Linked DNA regions of Oryctolagus cuniculus: region 2 is linked to region 1. A link is a contact called in public Micro-C data. All regions are on one chromosome and are shown on one strand. The core of a region is the stretch at or near the end of the contact, and the rest is flanking DNA. Distances in the headings are between cores, read along the strand shown.

The links. Hi-C and Micro-C count contacts between places; a contact is called where the count stands out from the background.
Region 2: a contact with region 1 is called in a Micro-C map of ear pinna, with 8 times the contacts expected there. The contact joins the promoter of VARS2 here to the enhancer-like site in region 1. A contact is called at or near these places in 3 of 6 Hi-C or Micro-C datasets (ear pinna, psoas muscle and an unstated tissue).

Annotation. Positions count from the first base shown.
Region 1 is chr5:139,392,074-139,397,824 of mOryCun1.1, forward strand. No RefSeq gene overlaps it. Among named protein-coding and RNA genes, the nearest start is that of MUC22, 17 kb to the right of the region's middle. Within about 2 kb of position 3,603, at least 5 of the 8 cell types and tissues checked have an H3K27ac peak or open chromatin away from gene starts, as enhancers often do. A contact at or near this core is called in ear pinna, where this site is marked.
Region 2 is chr5:139,551,567-139,557,317 of mOryCun1.1, forward strand. VARS2 (valyl-tRNA synthetase 2, mitochondrial) reads right to left here and starts at 2,566. Exons shown (of 30, transcript XM_051854872.2): 1 at 2,441-2,566; 2 at 1,767-1,998; 3 at 1,583-1,664; 4 at 1,386-1,486; 5 at 1,002-1,123; 6 at 854-920; 7 at 668-765; 8 at 23-104. The coding sequence starts at 1,970. It overlaps GTF2H4 (general transcription factor IIH subunit 4), which reads right to left. Exons shown (of 14, transcript XM_051854875.2): 5 at 5,624-5,720; 6 at 5,442-5,530; 7 at 5,116-5,227; 8 at 4,924-4,992; 9 at 4,658-4,741; 10 at 4,307-4,439; 11 at 4,007-4,137; 12 at 3,432-3,479; 13 at 3,235-3,313; 14 at 2,699-2,972. The coding sequence ends at 2,800.

The DNA.
Region 1 (5,751 bases), core at 2,353-4,852:
TCAGTGCCTGTGCACGGAAATCCACCTGCCAATTGCAGTTCGGTCATGGAGCCGTGAGCTCTGTCAGTAGAGGGCGCTGGCGGAACACGTCAGGAAGAAACTTTTGTGTTGGTTGCCTGAGCCTCAGTGCGGGATTCCTTTCTGTTTGTACATTTTATTTATTTATTTAGTTTGAAAGGCAGACAGAGGTCCTCCGTCCACTGGGGCACTCTCAGATGCCTGCGACATCCAGGGCTCGGCCAAGCCAAAGCAGGAGCCCAGAACTCCATCCAGGTCTCCCACGTGGGTGGCCGGGGCCCCAGCACTGGAGCCACCACCTGCTCTCTTCCCAGGAAGCAGAGTCGAAGGAGCTGGGACCCCCACCTGGGCGCTCCAGTGCAGGGTGTGGGCGTCCCGAGCAGCAACTTAACCAGCGCAGGATGTGGGCGCCCGGAGCGGCAACTTAACCGCTTCTAATGCGCGCTCCGTCCTGACTGGTGGTTCGTGCGCGGAGCCCGTCATGGGCGCGGGCAGGCACTTGCGGTGCTGTGTACCGACCGCATGCACGTTCCCTCGGCGGGCGTGGACGCCGCACGTCCCAGGCCTTGCACGCAGTGAGTGGGCGCCCAGCGGCCCCGCCCCCTCCGCTCTGCCCCTGTGGACTGGCGTTGGCCCAGGCACCCGCGGGAAGCCCCCTGCATGCGGAGGGCTCGTCCACAGCTTCTGCAGTGGGGTCTCGATCCAGCTTTGGGGTGGGGACACTGCACGGCCAGCGCCCTGTTACCCCGCAGGTGTTCAGGTTACGCTTTCCCTGCCCGGAGCCGGGCACGGCCTCCGCCGCTGGCCGAGCCTCGCTGCGGTCTACGCAAGCTTTTCTCGGATCCTACTGCCTTTCAGTTTGGCTCCCAGCTTCTCACTGGCAAGGTTCAACCTCCGCTCAGCAAGCACGCAGTGCAGAGTGTGCAATACTTTAATAATGAAGGACCATCCGGGCAATCCAAGCATGCTTTTAAGTAAATGAGATGCAGGGCACTGCCATGGAGCATGAGGAGCAGGTGCTATGGGTTTTACTTATTTATTTTTAAATGCTTCGCTTTTGTAATAAACAATTATTTCATTTATTTGAAAGGTGAGAATGCACTACAGTCTCGTGCCTACTGGATCACTCCCCAAATGCCCCCAACAGCCAGGACTGGATCAGGCTGAAGCCAGGAACCAGGCACTCCCTCCAGATCTGCCACATGGGTGGCCGGAACGTCACCTTCGCCGGCTTTATCCCGGGTCGCTCATCTGCAGGAAGCTGGCATTGGAAGCGGAGCCATTAGTCAGACCCAGGCACCCAGCTGTGGGATGCCGGCATCCCAGCTCCGGTCTAATCCCTGTGCCCCAGTGATGTGGCTCGTCAGCCTGAACCAGGAAGGGTTTTAAGAGATGAGGTGTTTGGATAACTAAACAAGATACACAGTCGCTGTACTGATTGTTACAGAATAATAACTGTGGCAAACGCTTTCTACCTCTACTTTGTTACCCCTTCAGTCAGTATGGAAAATCAAGCATCTGGCGTTTGGCCAGGTTCCCTCCCTTCGGGAGCTCCTGTCGGCCACAGCTGACTGGGTGCACCTGTTTTGCTTTTTTCTGTATCTGCTGGAGCCACATGTGGCTAGGGAGCAGTGTGCCTGGCTGCAGTGAGGCCTGGGAGAGTGGCTGCTGTTCATCTGCTCGCTCAGATCTGCGTTCCCGGGGCGGACACCCCGCTCAGGGGCTCCTGCACGGCCTCCTGCGGGGCGTCTCGGGCGAGGTGGCCCAGGTGGGAGCCCGGGGGGAGGGCCTCAGTTTTCCTGGGGCAACAGGCCTGCTGCTGTCCAGCTGAGTTCTTTTTATTATTTATTTATTTGAAAGGCAGAGTTACAGAGAGGCGGCGGGGAGATGTCTTCCATCTGCTGGTCCATTACCGAATGGTCACAGCAGCCAGGGCTGAGCCAGGCAGAAGCCAGGAGCCAGGAGCTTCATCCAGGTCTCCCACGTGGCTCCAGCCGAGCTCTTAAGCAAAGGTATAACTCTCTCTGTCAGCAACAGAAATTACACTCCCTGAAGTCCCCTGGCAGAGATTTGAGGCAGGATTTCTGGGATACGACTCTGACCAACAATACTCCAGCAGGGTTAAAGAATATTTTCCAGGTTATTCTATGAGAAGTGGTCAGTTTTCTTGCCTCTAAGTTCCCTAAACTCTGTCCCTGCATCAGACGTGTGTGCAGGTATTTCAAAAAGTTTGTGGAAAAATGGAATTTGGCCGGCGCCGCGGCTCAACAGGCTAATCGTCCGCCTTGCAGCGCCGGCACACCGGGTTCCAGACCCGGTTGGGGCGCCGGATTCTGCCCTGGTTGCCCCTCTTCCAGGCCAGCTCTCTGCTGTGGCCAGGGAGTGTAGTGGAGGATGACCCAAGTGCCTGGGCCCTGCACCCCATGGGAGACCAGGAGAAGCACCTGGCTCCTGGCTTCGGATCAGCGCGGTGCACCGGCCGCGGCGGCCATTGGGGGGTGAACCAACGGCAAAAGGAAGACCTTTCTCTCTGTCTCTCTCTCTCACTGTCCACTCTGCCTGCCAAAAATAAAAAACAAAAAAAAAAAGAAAAGGAAAATGGAATTAAAAGATAAGTTTATTTTAGTGTAAAAAATTCACACACACACATACATATATAATAATCATGATTAACACATAACAGTGAGGAGAAAAGAAAACTCTGGAACTTTCTCAATCCAAAGGTGGGAAGCAAGGCCAGGACCGCTGATGGCCACATGGGCTGTTTCCATAGCTACTTGGCTATTTTGATTGACATTGCATATGGTTTGAGGGCTGCACTATGGGAAAAAAAGTAGCTATTTCCTGATTGAACCATGATCTAGGCAAGACAGGCAATCAATGGGAGATATCCTCTTAATGAATGGGTAATCTTAGGGGAAGAGAGGGGGAGAGAGAGATTCCATTAAAGGACAATACCTGGTTAGAACCTGGGTTTTCAAACACATTATCTGGCGTCAGTGTTCGTTCTGAACCTACTCAGGGTCAAAGCATCACTGAGGTCCAGGACGTCAGGGGAAACCCCTAGTCACGGGGACAAGCCCCCGGGGCAGGCCCCTTGCGCTCCGTGCGGCGCTAGGGCAGCGCTGCTGTGCGGCTAGCAAGCACGAGCCGGTGAAGGGGCAGCCGCGGGCTTCCTCAATGAGAGATGTCTGCAGAAGTGGCCCGCGGCTCACGGAGAAATCGTGTCGCTGTTTTCCCACTGGGCGCCTGTCACCTGAGGGCGCCCTGACAGTCGCTGCTTCCACCGGTTCGCTTCACTGTGCTTTCCTTTTTTAGCTGTGCCTAAAGCAGTGGCAGGTTTCCGGCAAGTGGATCCTGGAGTGAGGACAAGGCGGGTGCCTGGGTGCCGGAGAGCACTGGGTGCGCGGCCCCCAGCCTCGGCTAAGGAGCGCGATCGGTTCCCGGGAGGGGCGCGCCTCGCTCCACGGGCCGCTGCCCAGGCGCCACCACCAGGGGGCGCAGCAAGACACTGCCTCGGGTAGACGCCGGCAGTCCCGGCTCTCAACCGACCAGGCCGTTTGTTGCCATGGATACGGTTTCCATAGTTTCGCTGGCGGCCACTGCACCTGCCCCTACACAGCTCCTTTTGCAAGCTGACTATGTATTCTAATAAAGATCCCCAATCCTGTCCATTTAACAAGGGTACCATATCCATATTTTTCCACTGGCGGGTTTTCACCACTCGTGACATTTCCTGGTGTTTGCTTCTTAGACAATTTGCAGCGTCTGTGATTCAGAATCCAGCTCTGCATTCTCGCTCAGCTCCACTCACGAACTGGGCGTCAAGTGCAGGCGGCTAGGCACGGGGGGTGACTGCTAATCGGAACAGGGCGACACCGGGCCTGCCGTGGTCTCTGCGGGAGACACTCCCTGGGGGCGGCGCTTGGCTTCGCTGACGCTAAGGGAACACATCCCGAAGGGGCCGCGGGGCGTTGGGCAGTCCCCATGAACTTCTGCGAGTCGTGCCTCTGGCTCTGCACCCTGTGTTCGGAGCTGCCGATGCTGACTCGCTCGCCTGGAATTCCCTCTGTACCGGCCTGTGCACGGGGCGCGGTTACGTGAGTCATCACTGCCCCTCCCCTCCTCGTGCGCGTACACGCTGGCAAACTCCCGGGGTGTGGGGAATCACAGCGCTTCGAAGCAGGCTTGACTCAAGGCTGTTTCCTCAAGACCTTTGGGCGGGATTCTAAGTTAGAAATAGAGCACCTTGTTGGCGTCCTGTCTTCAAATTCTTTGAGGGTGGGACCTGAGATGTGGCATTCTTAAAAGCAGAGCTTGCTAGTGAAGGCAGATAGGTATCATAGGTGTCAAAACTGATAAAACGGGCCAGCGCCGTGGCTCACTTGGCTAATCCTCCTCCTGTGGTGCCGGCACCCCGGGTTCTAGTCCCGGTTGGGGCGCCAGGTTCTAGTCCGGGTGGCTCCTCTTCCAGTCCAGCTCTCTGCTGTGGCCCGGGAGGGCAGTGGAGGATGGCCCAAGTCCTTGGGCCCCACACCCGCATGGGAGACCGGGAGGAAGTACCCGGCTCCTGGCTGCAGTGGCAGCCGTAGTGGCTGTTAGGGGAGATCTTTGTCTCTCTCTCTCACTGTCTATAACTCTCTCTGTCTCTCTCTCTCACTGTCTAACTCTGCCTGGCAAAAAAAAAAAAAAAAAAAAAAAAAAAAAAAAAAAAAAAAACCACACACACACAAAAACAAAAAAAAAACAAAAAAAAAACACAAACAAACAAAAAAAACCTGAAACGCTATTGGAGGGGCCGGCGCTGTGGCTAGTAGGCTAAGCCTCTGCTTGTGGCACCATCCCATATGGGTGCTGGTTCAAGTCCCGTCTGATCCAGCTCCCTGCTATGGCTTGGAAAGCAGTAGATGGCCCAAGCACTAGGAACCCTGCACCCATGTGGGAGACCAGGAAGAAGCTCCTGGCTCCTGGCTTCAGATTGGTCAGGCTCTGGCCATTGTGGCCACTGGGGGAGTGAACCAGCAGATGAAAGACCTCTCTGTCTCTGTCTCTCTCTCTCTCTCTCTCTCTCTCTCTGTAACTCTACCTCTCAAATAAATGATTAAATTTTAAAAAATATTTATTTATTTATTTGAGAGGCAGAAGCAGAGACAGGGAAAGAGACCTTCCATCCACTGGTCCACTCCCCAAAGGGCTGCAATGGCTGGAGCCTGACCAACCCGAAACCAGGAGCCAGGAGCTTCTTCCCAGTCTCCCACATGACTGCTTTCTCAGACTCATTAACAGGGAGCTGGGTCAGAAGTAGAACAGTCAGGACTCGAACCAGCACCCATATGGGATGCTGGCGCTGCAGGCTGGAGCTTCAGCCCACTGCGCCATAGGACGAGCCCCAGTAAACTTGTCTTTTAATCCCCTCATTCTGTAAGCCTTTTGCAGTACCCTCGTGTTTCCAGCCACCTGCTGTAGGCACAAGGATGGTCCCTCTCTGTGTCTTCAGCCTGTTTTCAGACTGGGTGCTCTCCAGGAATGGGGACTGTGACTGGGTCTTGTTTGGCTCAAATCCCAAAGCAGATGAAAAGGAAGGTCGCAGAGCCTGCCTCTGCAAGCATAAAGAACAACTATTTTAAACACCCGTGAGTTGCTTCTATGAAGAGGTTGCCATGCATTTGCTCATCATTTGACACTCAGCTCAAATGAGGCAAAAAGTGAATGATTCCGGAGCGGAAGACCTCA
Region 2 (5,751 bases), core at 1,316-3,815, 160 kb after region 1:
GGGACACGTGTGGGACACTCACGGCATCCATGGTAAAGCACTCTCGGTCCCAGTCCAGGGAGGCGCCCAGAGCACGCAGCTGCTCACAGATCTCGCCACCTTTCCTGTGCCCAGAAGACAGCCCTGTCAGCATTTCCCAGGCCCCGGGCCCGGCCATGCCCCCAGCAGTGCCAGGCGCTGTCAAAAATAAAGCTAATGGAGACAGACCCAGGAGGGGGCTTTCTGTGACACCGAGAGAGGCATAAGCACCCACAGGATCCACCGCGCGGCGGCAGCCAACGTGCAAGTCCAAGAAAGCAGCGTGGAGAAGGCGCCAGGCGAGCACGGCGTGGGGGCACGGAGGTGATCACACGGGGACTGGCAGGTGGGAATGCGCAAGCAGGGGAGGTGAGGACACTGAAGTCCAGGCGAGGGAAAGGGATGAGCAGAGGAAAAGGCGTCCACGTGTACGCACACATACAGGAGCAGACATTCTGACACGCAGCGTGCACACACACTCGTACGAGGCCTGCAGACACCACCACGTGCTAAGGGGCTCCAGCGCCTGTCCCCAGGGAGGGTGGGGCCGCCCTGGGACGAGCTGAGAACTCTAAGGTAAGAGAGTAAGCGACGGGAAGCAGGGCCGCAGCCTGGCATCCCAGCCCCTGCAGCCCTGCCTGGCACTCACGCCGCCTTCCACTGCCACACGGCCTTGAGGAAGTCCTCCCGGCCCAGCTCGTGTCTCCTCACTCCCCGCTCCGTCCACAGCCGCTTCTCCACCACAGCCTGCAGGATCAGGAGCAGGTACAGAATGAGGCTCCTCTGTGGGGAAGAGACCGTCTTCACCCGAGAAGGGAGCGGGGACAGGGCCTACTTGTGTAGCAATTCCTGCGTGATCGGAGCCAGGGACCCAGAGCACCCGATCCCCTCGCATGCGGTGCCTGCAACAGAAGCATCCTGGCCTGAGCCCTGGGCACCCATCCGCCCACGGTCCACAGCCCCTCCGGGAACGCCCCTCTCACCAGCGCACGAGGGCATCCTCTATGGCCACCGTGAGTGCGTGGCCGATGTGCAGGGACCCAGTGACATTGGGGGGCGGGATACACATGGAAAACGTCTCCCCTGTGGTCTGGGGCATCTGGGCCTAGGAGGAGGCAGAGGCAAAGGCAAGAGAGGGTGGCCGTTCGCTGGGGGAACAGCACCCTCTGGCGTCTTCAAGGCAGACAGCATCTTAGGGAACTGCCCTGCAGCTAACAGGAAAGACGGGGAAGGGAGGAGGAACCTGCCAAGGGAAATCTGCAGGACACCACAGGCTTGAAGCAGACAAGCTGGACGGGGCGAGCGGGACTCAGAGGCTCCTGTCCTGCTCAGGGACCACTGAGCACCACTCCCTCCCAGGTATTCACCTGATATTCTGGTTTGAAGAAGCCCTCTCGCTCCCACCACGAGTACCAGGCAGCCTCGACGTAGCAAGGGCTGTAGGCAGCAGGCAGGGGCCCCGACACATCTGTGGAAGCAGAGGAGAGCTCCACTACCTCCTGAACTTCCTTCCCGGCTGCACCTTGGCGACAGCGGGAGAGCCGAATCTGCACGCCACCGTTACCTTTCTTCTCCCCGGGCTCCGTAGGGACTTCATACAGCACCACCTCCTTAGGGCTCCAGGCCTTCCTGGGTTCTGCAGGTGACTGAAAGGAGGCAGCAGGAGGGGCTTGGAATCCCGGCCCAGCCTCCTCTAGCCCCCTCCCACCCGTCTCAGGGGCCTGGGGTCAAGGTGCTCCACCCCTAACCTGGCCCTTCCCGGCTGTCCCGGCCTCCAGCGCCGCCTGCCTCTCCCGCAGGCGCTTCTGTTTGGCCTCTCGGTTCCTCCGGGAGACGGGAGGTCCATGATGGGGCTCTGACTGTGTAGAAAGGGGATGGAGGCTGCGGAGGCCCCGTGGGGGCCTCAGACCCCAGAGCGAGGGTCTCAGAGAGGCCAGAGGCAAATGAGGCATCGGGAGTTGTCTGGAGAGGGGTCAAGATCTGTTCCGGAGAGACGGCGCACGTGAAGAGGGTGCGGGAGTCGGGGAGCGGCACAGCCCCCGGGCCACGCCCCCAGCCCTCACTGCAAGCCTCGCGCTCGCACCAGTTTTCCTAAGTATTTTCCAACACCACGCCTCCCGCCGGTGGACGAGAGCGCGTGGTATAGACAGGGCCAGCGGCCTGGCCCCCGGAGACCCGGGCTCGTGTCGGGCAAGGTCTGAGTCTCTCTCCCCGCGCCCACGCCTCTCTGCGACATGGCGGAGGGGCAAGACTCGGGGATTCGGGGAGACGATGGCCAGCAGCGCCTACAAGCCGCCCTAGGGGGCCCACCGCGGTCTCCGCCCGCAGCGTCCCCGGCCCGCGCGGCCCGGCCACCCCTCCCCGTGAGCCCCGGCCCCGCAGCCCCTCCCACCTCCCCCGGGCCGCCCCGGCGCGCGCTCACCGGCGACCCCGCCGCTATCCCAGGGCGCCCCGCGGCGGCGGCAGGGACGCGGGGCACCAGCGAAGCTGGCCCTGGAAGCAGGCCGGCGATCACGCTGCGCGCAGAGACCGCCCGCCCCTCACGCACTGCGCGTGCACGGCCACTCCCTCGGCCCCGCCCCCCACCGCCGCCGCGTCCAATGGCTGCCGGCGCGAGAGGAGCGAGTTCGCCGCCGGGAACAGGCGAAGGCTTGCAGAGAGGCGCGCGGGACCAAGGGGCTCACTTTCACGATTTTATTGAACAAGAAAAGTCCCGATGCATAAATAAAAAAAAACACCTGAGTTGTGGGGCCGCCCCGCCCGCCGCCCGCCCGCGTCCGGTCAGGAGCTGTGCTTCTGCCGCTTCCAGAAGCGCTTGACGTCGCTGTGCCCAGCCGGGGTCACCACCATGAGCCGCTTGGCCGAGTTCTCGAAAACCAGCACGCCCAGCTCCCGCGCGTGGGCCAGCAGCAGCTCGAAGTCCACTTGCGACAGGAACTGGTTGTACAGGACGCCTGGGGTGCGCAGGAGCGGAGGGCGAGCACGTGAGGCGGGGGTCCCCCCCGTGGCAGCCTGACACTAGTGTGTGCCCAGCTCCCACAAAATCCAGACTGCCCTGACTGGGGACGTCTACTGACTAGTGCCCGCTTGCCCCAAAATCAAGTGGCCTGCCAGCTTTCCGTGCAGGAAACACAAGGTGACATGCGTGGAGAACTCTTCAGCCCGTCAAGGCTGAACTGCCTGCCGTCCCTCATGCCGGTGCCCAGCGCCACTCACCCTCCGTGAACCGCAGCCTGTCCCTTTCCAGCTCCCACAGGCGAATCTGGTCCGTGATGGTGGGGGGCAGCACGGGGGTCTGCGGGGACAACAGTTGGCTGAGGGGTTTCAGGGACACTGGCCCTGCACTTGGTCCCCAGGTTGGGGGGACTTCTCCCGCCATCTCACTGCCAAGTGCCCAGGGTGCCTGTGTTTACCTGTTTGAGCATCACTGGGTGGGCCCTTGTCCTTAGGAAGTGGATTATCTGAGAACAGACAAGAATGGCGAGAGGGCTTGAACCTACTGTCGCCAGAGCACAGCCGCTCTCTCTAGAAAGCCCCAGGGCCACCTCCCTGTTGTCGGCTCCGCCCACCCCTGTTCACCTGTTGTTACCCTTACTGCACCGCCCACAGCCTCTCTATTGGTCAAGTCTGCAGTCTGCCCTTTCCATTAACTTGTTTTTTTCTTTAAAATAGCCACAGCTACTACTTTTTGATCAACTTACTGCTAGGCAGGCTCTGAGCTTAATGCTTTAGCTCTGCTCTCCTGCTGAGTGCTCCCAGCAGCCCAGGGAGGTGAGAGCTGTCACTCACCAGAAGAGGAATCAGGGAGGAGAGAGCAAGCCCAGCCCCCGCGGCCAGGCAGTGGTGCCGAGACACAAGTCCCTCTGTGTTCTCCCCCGAGGGGTCTGCCCGTTCCCACTCCTGCAGGCTGGACTTCGCCTCGCGTGCCCAGCGCTCTGCTCACACACCGCACCACTGCCTGTTGTCCCAGACCCAGTGCCGGGGATACCTGCTGGGCCGTGATGCCGCTGGCAATGGCCTGCTGCACGCTCTCCCGGGTCACCTGCGCCACCACCATGTTGGGGAAGCGATAGAGCATCTCGGAGAAGAGGGCGATCAGCGCGATCTGCAGCTCCGACTCTGACGCAGGGAGAGGACAAGCGGGTGAGGCCCCGGCTCCCGGGCACGCTCGTCCCTCCAGTGTGACAAGACGTGGCCGAGAGCTCCATGCACTGCCCAGTGACCGTGAACACAGACGCATTCCTGCACCCTCCCAGCCTGCTCTCCAGGGGCCCTCGCCCAGCCTCACCTGTGTAGGCATACAGCCGGTAGTTGGTTTCCACAACAATGAAGCCCGGCTGGTGCACAGTGCCCCCAGCCCCAGAGACGCCAGATGAGAGATTGATGGCCAGGCGCGTGGGGTAGTAGCGCCGGGACTTCCTCTGGAAAGGCAGAGGCCCTGTGTCAGGTGTCACCGCCCCACTTCCTATTCTGAGACGTCAGCTCCCATCTGTACACAGAATCTCAAGGCCCAACTCCTCTCCCCCAATGGACCCAACTGCTTCCAGCCTCTGCCCTGGAACCCCCGCTTCTTCTCGCAGGCCAAGGTGACACAGCACCCTGCTTCCTCCCCAGAAGGCCTGGGCCGGGGTGCTCACACCTTTCTCTGGAAGACGAGGCCAAATTCACGCAGATGTTGCAGGAAGTTCAGCAGGGAGTCACTCATACCCTCCACAGAGTAATCCTGGAGGAAAAGACAGTGGCCGGCGGCGTCCACAGCACCCTTCCCAGCCCAGCCCGTCACCCTTCCTCCTCCTTCCTTGCCCCACGTCTGGTCACCCGGCGTGCACTCTGCTTCTTACGCTCTCGCTGCACGGCCCACAGCCTGCTGCCACCCCCGCCTCCCCGCCTCGGCCCCTGGCTTACCTTGCCCAGAGTAGAGAAGCTGAGCTGGAACAGGAAGGAGAGAATCTCCACGAGGTCCATGCCCCGGCTCTAGGGAGAGGAGGGGGGACAAGGAAGAGAGCTAGGAGGGAGCAGGTGTGAGCAGGGGAAGACCGGTGTGGGCGGCAGACTCTTGGGCAGAGCGAGCGGGGGGTGGGCCCCAGGCCTCCTCACCTGGGCGGTCTGCAGATACTGCAGCATAAAGTACCAGAGCTGGGCGGGCGTGTCCAGCAGCAGGAACTGGAAGCCGGCGGAGGTAATGCAGGGGGGCTCTCCTGGCTCGGCACTAGAGACGCAGGGGGCAGTGATGGGGACAGGCAGGGAAGGACCGTCACCGCCAGCAGCGCTCTCCGGTTCCCGCCTGGTGTCTTTAGGCTCTGCTGGACCCAGCTCTGCTTTTGCAGTCAACTCCCTCGAACCTGGTCCCACTCCAGACACCATTTACCAAGGACCCAAAGAGACGGCAGAGCAGGGAGTCGCGTTACCTCCAGCTTGCTCACCTCTTCATGAGCCCAGCCTGACTGAGGAGCTGGGCCAAGTCCTGGCTGACGGCCGCACTCGGGGAGCCCACCATGAAGTGCAAGACCACCTGCAGAGCAGAAGACAACACAGAGGCTGATGCCTCTGCGAGCCACAGATGCAGCGGCGCGAGCGCAGAACCGCAGAACCCCAGGGGCCTCACCTCCCATCGCTCCTCTGCGTACTTGTCGAGGGAGGGGACATCCCGGGCATGCTTGTCGGGTCCCAGCTGACTTGTGTCATCAGACCAGGCCTTCCCCCTAAGGCCAGGACGCACCAAGAGGTGAGGAA